Regions from separate parts of the Cricetulus griseus genome. Here region 1 is linked to region 2. Evidence: chromatin contacts called from public Hi-C data. All regions are on one chromosome and are shown on one strand. Each heading gives the region's core, a stretch centred on a gene start, on an enhancer-like site or on the middle of the called end of the contact. The rest is flanking DNA. Distances are from core to core; before and after follow the strand shown.

Region 1 (6,716 bases), core at 1,882-4,381, 310 kb after region 2:
TCTTATATCACAGTATTAGCATCTCCATCTATAAGTCAAACAATAGTTTTGTTAAATCAGAGGATGAGGGGAGCGATGAAGGCAACAATCTAATCTTTTTGTTTGGTTTTAAAAGACAAAGTCTCATGTAGCCAGGCCGGCCTTGAACTTCTAATCTGCCTGCCTCCACTTCTTGAATGATGGGGTTTTCATATAATGAAGAATAAGCCAAGTGTGGTGGTATATGCCCAAAATTCCTAGCAGTACGGATGGAAGGTTCAGTTTAAGCTAGTCTAGTCTACACAAAAAACAAACGAAATTTACTTTTTAGGAGAAACAACACTGAGCACACCCACTTCCAAACTCAGGCTCCACCTTGTGCTCTATGATTCAAGAATCAAGCTATTTTCACACAGTACTGTACATGGATGTTCCAACTTAGGAACACAGTGTGGACTTCTAGCCCAGGCTGCAAAGAACAGTAAAACTGTAGTAATAACTTACAACCCACTAACCTCTCTCCCAATTTAGGCCTTCCCTGAAAGTTCCCTAAGGCTGTCCAATCTAACTGCAGGCTGACAGGCAGGGAAGGGACCCTGACCAGCAAGAGAAGACCTTCCTGTGCTTTCTTCAGATCACAGACAGAGTAAGTCAAAACAGGGAAGAAATGACTGGTGGATGCAGCGTTTCCTTCTTTGTTAGAGGAAGAAACCAAACAGAAAGCATTTTCTACTTCCCCACTGCGTAAAAGAAAATGGACAATGAGAAAGTCTTAACATTAAAGAAAAGAGGCCAAAAAGACTACATACACTGCATTTTGTGATGGGCTTTGGGTGACCATGGGCCAATCACAAAACTGCAGAACTGGTGTACACTACATCCTGGGTACCACTGGCATGATGATCGATATCGATTTGTGTTTGCTGACTTCATAAGCATGAAATGTACAGGGGAGGGGCTAGGAGTCATATAATCCATTCCAACAAACTCCAGAGTTTTGATTTCATGTGACCTGTCACTAAATTGCAGTTTCATGGATTTATTTTCAAAACCAGAAACAATTTAGTGGGTTTGTCCTCAATTTAATTTTATTACTGAAAAGGACAAGTATTTGTCTATTGTGTGTATGTTGTGTGGGAGGGTAAACGCACCTGACCGAACAGGTGTGAAAGTCAAGAAGACAATTTTGGGGAGTCAACTCTCTCCTCCTACCATGTGGTATCTTTCTGGAGATCAAACTCAGGTTGTGAGGTTTAGCAACAATCACCTTTACCTACTGAGCCATGGGAGGGAGGGGGACCTTTTCATTTTTTTGTTTGACTTCTTTTTTTATTTTTGAGACGGGTCTCATTGTTCGTCAGATCTGGCCTGGACCGATTTGTGAAGACCAGGCTATCCTGAAGCTCACAGAGATCCTGCTGAAATTAAAGACCTGTGTCACCACATCTGCCCTCAATTTCTGATAAAGATACTAAATCATAGAACATCTGGGAGACAATTTTGACCTAATGGTTCTTAAACTACTCTGTTAGTCCACACAAGCAGCCAGCCACCTGCACTCTAAGCATCCCTGGCCACTCAGAACTTTTCTTGGCAAAATGCAACCTCTTGACTTGAGCAGCAGGAATGGTGGTCAAGCCATTCTGAGGCAGCCTCTGGTCACTCTCCAGGGCTTTTCACCTTTTCCCTCAATCCCTCACATGGCTTAAAGAACGGAGAGATCCGGCTATGCTTGTTCCCTTACAACATCTGCTGCTGCCTGAAAACTTAGACCAGGAATGGAACTTAAAAGCTAAAGTTATAAAAGTACTGGTTATAAATTTAAAACAAACAGCAACCAGTGCAGCCTTGCTCAAAAATGATCAGAGCCCCAGAACATTCGTGCCCTGAAACCACTCCTGTCACTGATTCGTGCCTGGAGGAATTCCAGACTTCAGCCATACAGTAAAGGTTTCTGTACTACACACACACACACACACACACACACACACACACACACACACACACACACACACAGGCACGAAGTTTCCACCAAATCCCTTCGCTTGAGTCTACACCCCTCTTGTATTTCAGATTCGCTGCAATGCAAATGCATTTCTAACCAAGTCCTCCATTCCCAAACCATCTCCTATCTAAAGGCTACTTTGGCTAATCCCTTTGTTAATCCTGAACATGATCGCAGCTACTTCTATGACTCATTTAGCTCACTAGGGCCCAGTTCCTTCCGAACATGCATACACCTCTGTAACTGAGTGAGGAAACACCAGAATGTAGTCTTGCATTGACTGAATCTATCACATTAGCTGTTTTTTCCTCAAGATTCTTTCTCCCTACTTAACAAACCCGAGTGAGCACTCTCACTAAAAGGAGTGACTCTGTGGAAATCTTAAAAGTGTGGCACGGAAGAGTCCTAGTCAGGTTAATTTAGGCGGGCTTTCCCTTTGCAAGGACAAAGTGCCTATTTTAGGGACTCAAATTATAACCTCTGCCTCCACTATTCCAGGTACAACGCTCTGAATTTCCCCACCACCTTATGGGAGAGACTCATCCTTTTAACAAAGACTCCAGGACCTAGAAAGCTTATGCGTCTTGCAGGAGATCAGGGTGAGAGGCACACCCTGAGAAGCCAGGCTACTCCATCTAATCCCAAAGCCTTGCCCTTGAGCGTTCGCTCTCCTCTAAACCCTGCTGCCTATGCCTGCAGTCGCGGGCACTTCCACGGAAGCCTCTTGAGAACCCGCCCGGCCGCCCGCCGGGATGCTGGATGCAGGAGATGGTGTCCACGCAAAGGGGGCTCACCTGTAGGCGGCCACGGCGCGGGTCTGCAGGTATTTCTGAGCGGTCATGACTCCCACGAAGAGAAAGTTCCTGTCACGCGGGACGCCCTCGGCGGCCGAGCTGTGCGGCCAGAGCTGCGCCCCGCGCGCATCGCCTCGCGCACCGCCGGGCTGCGACGCCGACTGCCCTGGCCGGCATCCCTCGGGACTGGGGCGCCGCCGCGGGCCCACACGCTTCAGCTCCGAGGCGCGGGGCAGGACGAGCCGCGAGGCCAGCACGAAGCCCAGCACGAGCCCGAGCAGCATGCTGAGCCAGGCGCGCCGGCCGCGCGCGGCCATGCCCGCGCCCCTCCGCCCGCCGGGCCGCTGTCCCCGCCGCAGGCTCCGCGCGCCCTCAGTCCGCCGCCCCCGCCCGCGGAGGCCAGCCCGCCCTAACGCCACCAGGCCCGGCCCGGGCAGCGCCGCGGCCGCCGGGCCCGCCGCGCCCATCGCGGCTCCCGAGCCGCCCGCAGGCCCCGCGCCGGCGCTTTGTTCCGCGCGCCCGCCCGCACCACCGCGGCCTGCGCCTTTAAGAGGGGACCATGCCCCGCGCGCGTAGCCGGCGACTCCGGCGCGAGGCGACAGCGGCTCCTCCGGCTCGCGTCCCCCGGCTGGCTCGGCTCGGCTCGCGCTGCGCCCGCCCTCTCGGTGCCCTACGCCGCCGCCACTGCAGCTGCACATCCTCCGGCTTAGCGCGCCATTGCAAAGGAGCCCCTCACGTCACGCACCGCGCGTTAAGAAGCGGCCCGCCGGCGGCGTACCGTGGCCCCTCTCGGGATCCGTCCGCGCATCGTGATTGGCGCAAAAGTGAATGGGGGGCAGTTCACGTGGCTAAAGTTTAACCAAAAAAAAAAAAAAAAAAAAAAAAAAAGGCGTCCGCCCCGCAGTCTGCGGCCGGCCGAAGGGGCGTGGGTTAGCATCCTCAAGAGCCGTGCGGGCGGGACTCCAGCCACCGCTGCCCGTTACCCGCGGCCACGCCCCCGTCACCCCCGGCCGGGCTCCGCACGTGGACAGAGTTGACCGGCTGGCTCCCCAGACGCGCCCGGTCGCCACGCCCTTCCCGCCCCAGGCCCAACTCCCGGCTCCGTGGCCAGCGCAGCCGTGTCCACACTGCAGCTTTGTACTCGCCATGCTGCGGGCGGAGCCGGAGCGAATACAGCCACAGTTCACCTGGGAACGCTTGGGGCACGCGGTTCTGGCAGCGAAGCGTGAATTTTATGGCCGGCCTCGAACTGGGAGACTCGCCTGCCTCTGCTGGCTTAAAGGATATGGAAGAGCCGTGGGTGAATTAACGTTAGATGATAAAAACACCCGTATTGAGTCCCAGTGGGCAGGGAGCTGGATAGTACCTCTCACCTGAATCCCTCATTATTCATAAAGAGTCGATTTATAAAACATATGGATTGTGTGGGGGGGGGGGTTCGCGTGCGCTCACGTGCGTTTGGTTCCTCAGGAAGCACCCACCTTGTTTTTTGAAACAGTATTTCTCAGTCTTGGAGGTCACCAAGTAGGCTAGGCTCGCAGAATGGATTTTTAAGTTGGGTACCAGTTTCCCCTGTACTTGGTCAGTCTTAACTTTTAGACATTTTGTTCAAACAAAACAACAACAAGCAAACAAAAACCGCAGAGAGGGTACCCGAGTGATGAATGTTTGTAAATACCAATTTTATATCGTAGTCACCAATGTGTTAGGGTTATAATAGCCAAGTAGCTACCTGGGCCTGAGTGATTTTTTGAGACAGAGTCTTCTATAGGCCAGATGCGCCAGGAGCTAGCTGAAGGTGAATATTATATTATCTTGAACTTCTTATCGTCTTGATTATGCAGCTGGAGTGGCCTGAATTCCAGGCCAGGGTGCCACCACCCTTGTTTAGTGGGTGCCACTAACCCCTGAATCTCTGATGTACTAGGACAGGATTCTACCCTCTGAATACGGCCCCAGAGCCTGAGAAATTCTCATTTAATCAAACAAATAGAAGACAGAAAACAAGCGTTTGTGGGGTGGGGGGCTATTCTTGGATCTCTTTTCCATGATTAATAGATCAAAAGGCTGAAATATTCCAACTGAAACGGCAAAGCTGTGCAAGGTACAGATTCCTCTCTGCCACTGAATGGTGGTTACTGGTCCTTTGGATCGTGCCACTTTTTTTGACACTTGTGATTTATTTCAGAAATAGTTCATTACCTGCCTCCCCAGACTCCCTCTGTAGGAGATGGTCCACATCTAAGAATAAAATATTCATTATGCAGTGAAGACAGAATTCCAACAGTGATCTTTGGGGGGAAATACAGAACACACAGCCATGAATTACAGTCTGGGAAACCAGAGAGAAAGGTTCCAGTAAGACCATAAACCACAAACGCCAAGAAGTCACCAGAGTCCCCAAATTCAGCAGCCACCCCATAATTCACACTGATTTACATAAAGTACAAATCTGGCAAGACACAGATGTTCAACTCTGTGACATAGTCAATGCCTTCAGTATCTTCTAGACTGCTTTAGACATGTCTACATTTTCTAAACAAGTCCAAATGAAAAGACAGAACTGTGTGATGGGAATATGCTGAGAATGTTGAACATCTTGTTCCCTGTTCCCTGCTTCCTAGAAGTCCCTCAGTTCCCAAGTCAACACCCTCACCCACCTCACCTCCTGATGAACAGAGAAGCTATGTGCTGAAGTTGCTCCTTGTAGACTTAAGGTTATTACATTTATTTAGCATGTGTCTCTGTGTGTGTTTATGTTCATGGTATGGAACACATGTGGAGGCCAGAGGACAACTTTCAGGAGTCAGTTCTCTCTTCCCACCACGTGGGGCCTGACAATGGGACTTTAAGTCATCAGGCTTGGTGGCAAGCACCTTTCCCTGCTAAGCCACCTCGCTAGCCCCTTCTTGTAGACTGTTGGTGGCTCACATCCCATTGGAGCAGGGGCTCATGTTGGACACACGTTTATCCTGGAATGGGATATGAGTTCTACACTGAGTCCCTACTTGGCCAAGCTCAGAGTCTCAGAATATGACAGTCCCTTGTTTCTATGTTGGTCTTTCACTGGCTGGAGCGCATGAAGGGTTCTAGACTAATGGTTCAAAATTTACTCAGAAGTGACAGCTCACTGACTTTAATATTTGCCTGAGTGCAATTCCTTATGACATCATTAAAACTGATCTCTGCCTACATTACATTTTCTTGTTAATTGCAGCTTTGTTCTCTCACATATTACATTTTTTTCTGCTGCTAATACATTGATTGCCTGTTTAAAACAGGTATAACATTTCATATGATTTGCCGCAATTTCTTGGAAACCTTCAGTAAATATCTCAATTGTTTGTTGGCAGCATGCCTCTAACAACTGACAGGGTTCCCTGTGTGGGTTTCTTTAAAGACACAGCAAGGCCCAAGCCTCAAACAGGAGTCTCTGGAAAAAAGTAGTCATCTTATCCAAAAAAATGTTCAGAAATGCCTCTTTTGTCCTGTCAGCAGGGTCTGTTTGCTTCGGGCAATCCACTAATATGGCCATTTAACCTCAATTAATCCAGTGGAGCTTTGCTTCATTACCAATACTACTATTAAACTGACAAGCAAGATCCCCATTAGCATATTGATTTTTCTAGCCAGGAGTGACAGCACACACTTGCAATCCCAGCACTTCCTTGAGAGGCTGAGGCAGGAGGATTGTCAGCTCAAGGCCTGGGGAAGTTGGTGAAATCCTGTTTTAAACTTAAATAAGAAAAGGAAGAAAAAGGGTTGTGGGTGTAGCTGAATGGTAGAGTGTTTGCCTATCACAAGGCCTTTGGGTTCAATTCCCAATACTCCTCCACTTTTTTCTCATTATTTTCCTCTATTTGGGGCATTTCCAGTCTGAGAAAGGAGATGACAATTGATTGTGTATTATGTTGCAGCTTCCAGATCCAACATTTGTT
Region 2 (5,877 bases), core at 2,080-4,579:
GAGCGAACCCTAGGCAATCGAGCAGTACATTTGACACTTGGAGCCTTTATTCACTTTTGCAAATTACCCATTTCCACCACATTCAGTATTGGGTGCGCCCACTTCCCTTTTCTTTTCTCCAGCTCCATTACCCATTTCAGATTGGTAAAGTGCACACCACTGAGAGACAGCTGTCACTGCATCGCTTTGTAGTTGTAAAGTCCCGTTTGGGTTTTCATTTCTGATTGATTAACTTATAACACCTGGATCTTATAGGGGACCCGGTCTCCAGCCAAGTGACTTGGATATTTCGTTCACACTTTAACATTTTTCTTTTCCTTGTCGGTGTATCCATGTGATATGCAAATTCTATGTTTTAACATGGAAAACTAAAACCATTCCCATAATGCCCTAAGAATAGAAGCAACCCCATTGGGTTGACTGTTGTTTGGGTCCTTTAACTGTCAGCAACGCGCACCCCTCCAATTGGCTGTGATGCTTACCCTTAAGGTTTAAAGCTGGACTGAGCAAGATTGACAACAAAGCCTCATATCAAAACCAGTGTGTGCATGAAGAATAAGACGCATGAACTGGAGCTCTCAGCCCTGACAGAAACAAGCACTATTCCATTCACCCTCTTTCCCCCTCAGCACTTACACTACCAGTAACAGGTTAAATCGGGATTTGGCCTCACACACTGAACTTTCAGTATCTCAATAACTCTAGGCACTAACTACCCTTCACCATGGTACATTAGAGGGTTGCTATTCCTCCATTGTACAATAATGCCTTTAATATGAAATGTTACATTATTTATAATTGGTATCATTAATGTATCTTTTTATAGCTGTAAGTACACGGAGGTAGTATATTTAACCTTCTGTAATATACTGTATCTAGAAATGAAAATCTATATAATGTTAGATTTCACTTCTTTCAGGTTTACCCCTGTGGTATGATTTTTAAATGGATTGGACTGGAAATCCTGATCCTAACTTCAGATCTTGTTCAGCAATGACAAAATAAAACTGGACATTTGAGAAACATTCTTTTTTTCTTTCACTGAAGAACTAACCGCATTTGAATTCTATGGTAGAATCTTCTCTCTGAAACTTGTGTGTAATGTGGCTTTTGATAAAGCATTGGCAATAATAAAATTATACTCCTTTAGTCTGTCACACACAGGGCATCTTTTCCCGATGGTGACATCCATTTCCGTGGTCTTGGTTGTTGAACAGACCTGTGCATTACAGGCTAAGTTTAAGCCCCATTTTAACCATAAAACAATGACAATTGAGTACAGAAAATGAGGATTTGGGGAAAACATCTTGTCCCCAAGTAGTGACCATGTTTTGTTTGTTTGTTTTGGTTTTTTTTTTTTTTTGGTAACTTTTCTCTATGATGATCTATGGGCCTGGGCTTAATTTAGCTGAAGTTCTTAAGGCTTCTAACTGCCAAGAAACTTCAGTCACCTGGCTGTGACCTGACATGATGCTGGAGAGGAAACCTTCACTGGACTTGGGTAGGTCTGGAAAGATCAAACTGTGAACTCAGCATCAAAAACTGAAATGGGCCGGGCATTGGTGTGCATGCCTTTAATCCCAGCACTCAAGAGGCAGAGGCAGGCAGATCTCTGTGAGTTCGAGGCCAGCCTGGTCTCCAGAGCGAGTGCCAGGATAGGCTCCAAAACTGCACAGAGAAACCCTGTCTCGAAAAACCAAAAAAGAAAAAAAAAAAAAAAAAGCTGACCTGGGTGAAAAAGCACCACCCACTTAAAAATGGCCCCGGAGAGGTCGGATGAGACCTTTCTTTGTATGTACTAGTGCATGTGTTGCTGTGTTTATGAATATTTCATTTCTCATCCAAATGGATAGACAGATGATGTAAAATTACATTTTTGTTGTTTGAAGAATTAGAGCATGACTGCCCAGAGAGAACCACTGTAGAGACAGTAGGTTTGTGTATGTGTGTATAAGGTGTGTGGATGCATGCATGTGTGCACTTGTATGGCTGTGGTTGGGTCATTCTCTGAAAGGAGACACTTTGGGGTGCTCCAGCTTCACCTCTTGGTGGGTGGCTGCTTTCTAACACCCACTCCTCAATAGAATCCATGCAGCAGACTGCACTCGAAGGTAGAGATTGGGGGTGGTGGTGTTTACAGCATTGTTGGGGGGGGAATATCCGAAGGAAGTGAGGATCTGGCTGAATAAAGACAAACATCAAATGACAAGAAGAATAGTTAGCCTCCTCAGTGGAATGTTCATTCAGAGCAGTAGGTAGCTCACCTACCTCTGACCGTGGTCTACCAGCTGAACCCCGTTGGAGATGGTCATTCCAACCTCAGACTTCTGAAAATCTGGGTGGGATGCAAGCAAACGCAAAAAGAACATAGGTCTATGGGAATGAAAAAGAACCGAAAAGGAATCATAACTGTGCTGTAATAATCTCCTTTGCAAAATTGCGACTAATGAACTCCTCCTACTGGGTAAAGCTGAATGCTGGGATAAGGCCATGCATGTGTTTTTCTACATTGGGCATTTTTCCTAGCCTGTTTCCAAGCTTGTTTAAAGGGGAAACTTTCCAAGCTTGTTTAAAGGGGAAATTTTCTTTCCACAGTTAAGTATTCGCAACTCAAGTGTCTGTCCTGGCACCAAGCATAGATTTCCTCCTAGTAACGCTAGGTGGCAGCGATGTATGCTCTGAAGGCAACACCAAACAAGGCTCATTCAAACTGCTGAGGCCAGGCCTGCAAACTATTAGGGACTTTTCCGTAGCAGTCATACTGCTGCCCTTGCTAATTGTTCTGAGGACCTCGTTGGCGAGGACAGGAAAAGTGTTCGGTGGAGAGAAGGTAGAGCATAGATAGGAGAGCTGCAAGGTAGTCCTCCTTGCCAAACACCACCCTAAGTAAACACTCCTTCAGCAGCGGTGCTCCTGAAGTAGCTCCAGGGGCTCACTTTCTGTCAACTGGTAAAGAGGGCTATGGCCATCTGCCTATGTGCTTTGTACCTTGTATGGGGAATATTCCTTATTAGCTTACCGCAGAAGCGTTTGGAGGCAGAACCACTTTTCTGCAAAGGACTGTCCTTTCTCAGAGAAAATCAGAGCCGCATCAGAAGCCTGCTGGCGGCTTAATTAGCCATGAGTGTTTAGCCTGCGTTTGGTTATTACCCTCAGTGGCATCAACATCGCATATCAACATTGCATCATGTTTTACATCTCACCATCACAATCAGACAGGACATGTGTCATGTGCCTGTAGTCCCAGCTAACCCAGAAGCCAAAAATCTAAAATCATTTACCAACTAGTATTAACTTTGCAAATGTCCCTAATTAAGTTAACTAGTGGCAGAAAAGGTGCAGTTTGCAAAACACCAACGTTTAAAAAGCAGTTTCTGTACTATTCCCTAGAGATCTGCACACACATTAATATACTCGTCCTTTTATGTTTACAGCCAGAGTATATGGCCAGCATGCAAAATAGGCTTTAGTCTATTACCAAAGCAGAGAAGGAAAGGCCAAGCAAGGAACGGAGCAGTCTTGTCACTGTGCCTGTACCCAGGGAAGATAGCTGGGCATCCGAACTCGGAGAGGACCCTCCAACGACTCAGGGCCCTAGCGTCCACCCAGGCACCAGCAGTGAGCTTGGTCACCGACATCTAGCAGCTAGGGAAACCGAGGAAGGCCATCGAGGGACCGTGCCCTCGTATGCGGAGGCCGGGGGCAGCCGACCCTCTGGCCCGGCCCTGCTTCCGCGCCACCCGCCCTCTCCGCCCGCCAGGCGGCCGCAGGATTGAGGAAGTGTGTCTGGCCCCGTGGCGGCCAGAGCCTCTCAGGGTAGAGCACGGCGGGACCTGCAGGCCCCAGCCCGTTGATGTCGCCGGCCTGCTGGTGTCGCCGGCCGTAGCGCCCCGACCCCGCTGCCGCAGGTAAGTGCTGTCCCCTGCCCGGGGACACTACTGAAGCAAGCGGCCTGAGAGCCAAGCTTCACCTGCGATCCCCGGTCCCGTGCTCAGGTTCCCGCGTGCAGCGGCGGCAGCCTGCCCTGTGCCCTGCGCCCTGCGCCCTGCGCCCTAAGTCTCGCGTCGCAGCCCCCCCCTCTCCCCAGGCCGGCACCCCGCAATTCTGGCGGTCCCGTGCTCCGGACCCTAGCCTGGGACGGATACTCGCAGGTCACAGCTCTGGGGGCTCCGGGATCTCGAGGCGACCCGGGTCTCCTAGATGCTTCTCTGACTGCACCGCGACCCTCGCCCCTTGAAGGGTTAAGCGGGTGCGGTGCTGGAGCCCGGGGCCGGGGGACCCCGAAATCCCGCGCGGGATCGGAGCGGAATGGGGGCGGGGAGCAGAGTTCAGAAACAAAAGTAGGAAACGCCAAGGCGTCTACAAAGTTCTTTTGCGTTTGAAGAAAGCCTGACTTAACCCAGAGCGGGGTTCTGAACGTGTGTGCGCATGGGAGTGCGTGAACGCCAGTGGCGGGAGGCGACCGCCCAAGCGGGCTCTTCACGCCCTGGGCATCCGGGTGGTATGGGGTGGCCTGTAGGTCTTCCCCTCCTCCACTCCTGGGGAGCGCTTCTCGACCAGTGGTCGCCTCTCTGCGGCTACTGAGAAAAACTGTGCTCTCTTTTGTATGAGCCTGCTGTGGTCCCCAGTAAACACGAGGGCAGGAATCCTAGGAAAGCCAGGGGTAGCAACGACGATAGCAATGGAGAAACTCTAAGGATGCCAAGAGCCAGTTCAGCCTGGCTTTTCATAGTTTGAGACCGTTAAAGATTTTCTCTTGCATGCGTTCACCCCTGCAAAGACTGAAGCGAGATAACGGGTCGTAAGAGCTATGTTTTTAGCATACTCTCACCAAATACTCTCCTTTTTGAATGAGTTGGTCACTCGCGTAGTAGCATTGAAGGGGTTACAATTTGCACATTTTGAAAAACCTTAGTATTCAACTCTTTGTTTTTCATTGTCTTCGCTCATGTTCCAGAAAAAAAACAAAACAAAACAAAGCAAAACCAGCATACTAACACCTAATTTGTCCCTAATGGAAGCCTTTTCTCCACCCAGACTTCTACATCTCCTTAATAGCTTAGATATAATAATAGTGATAGTAATAACAATAATAATAATACCAAACCAGCTGGGGAGATGGCTCAGTATGTAAAGCACCTGCTGGTCAAGTGTAAGGATCTGAATTCAGATTCAAAATCTGCATAAAGCCCCATGTGGTAAAGGCTGTAATGCCAGCATCTGTAATGCCAGCATGAGAGGTGCAGAGGAGACTTCCTGGAAACTCCCGGGGGCAGCTAGCTCAGCATGGGCAACAGTGAAGAAAACAGTGGGAGTCTCAGACATGGTGTAAAGCAAAGACCAACACCAGAGGTTGTCCTATGTTTCACACACACACACACACACACACACACACCACAGAGGAGAGAGAGAGAATTAAAAATAAGAACCCTAGAAATTGTCTTCATTTCTCAGTCTAGTCTACTGTCTTGTTGGCTCCATTCCCCCAAAGGTATCCTGGTCCATTCTTTTCTTCCCATAGCCTCCTCCACAGTCCAAATTGCCCTGTCTCTGCTATAAATGATCACAACCCCTTCTGTCTTCTCTAGCTGCAGGCACGGTGACACAGGATATAGACATTCTTTGTTTCAATATTTATTCTTTAAAATTATTTATACATTTGTCATACTATTTCTTCCACCCCAACTCCTCCCATATCCTTCTCCCCCCTACCCACCCAACTTTATATTCTTTCTATCAAAACCCAAACAAAACACTAAATTAAGCAAGCAAACAAACAAATAAACAAACACAAAAAAACCATGGAGTCTGCTATGTGTTGATCCACTGCGCCTGGGCAGGGGCTAAAAGTGGTTTTCCCTATTCCAGCAGCTATCA

What was found. Hi-C and Micro-C count contacts between places; a contact is called where the count stands out from the background.
Region 1: a contact with region 2 is called in a Hi-C map of fibroblasts, with 3 times the contacts expected there. The contact joins the promoter of Chsy1 here to the promoter of Lrrk1 in region 2. A contact is called at or near these places in 2 of 8 Hi-C or Micro-C datasets (the CHO-K1 cell line and fibroblasts).

What each region holds. Positions count from the first base shown.
Region 1 is chr3:131,169,431-131,176,146 of CriGri-PICRH-1.0, forward strand. Chsy1 (chondroitin sulfate synthase 1) reads right to left here and starts at 3,132. Exons shown (of 3, transcript XM_027408100.2): 1 at 2,779-3,132. The coding sequence starts at 3,095.
Region 2 is chr3:130,862,064-130,867,940 of CriGri-PICRH-1.0, forward strand. Lrrk1 (leucine-rich repeat serine/threonine-protein kinase 1) reads left to right here and starts at 3,330. Exons shown (of 34, transcript XM_027408101.2): 1 at 3,330-3,908.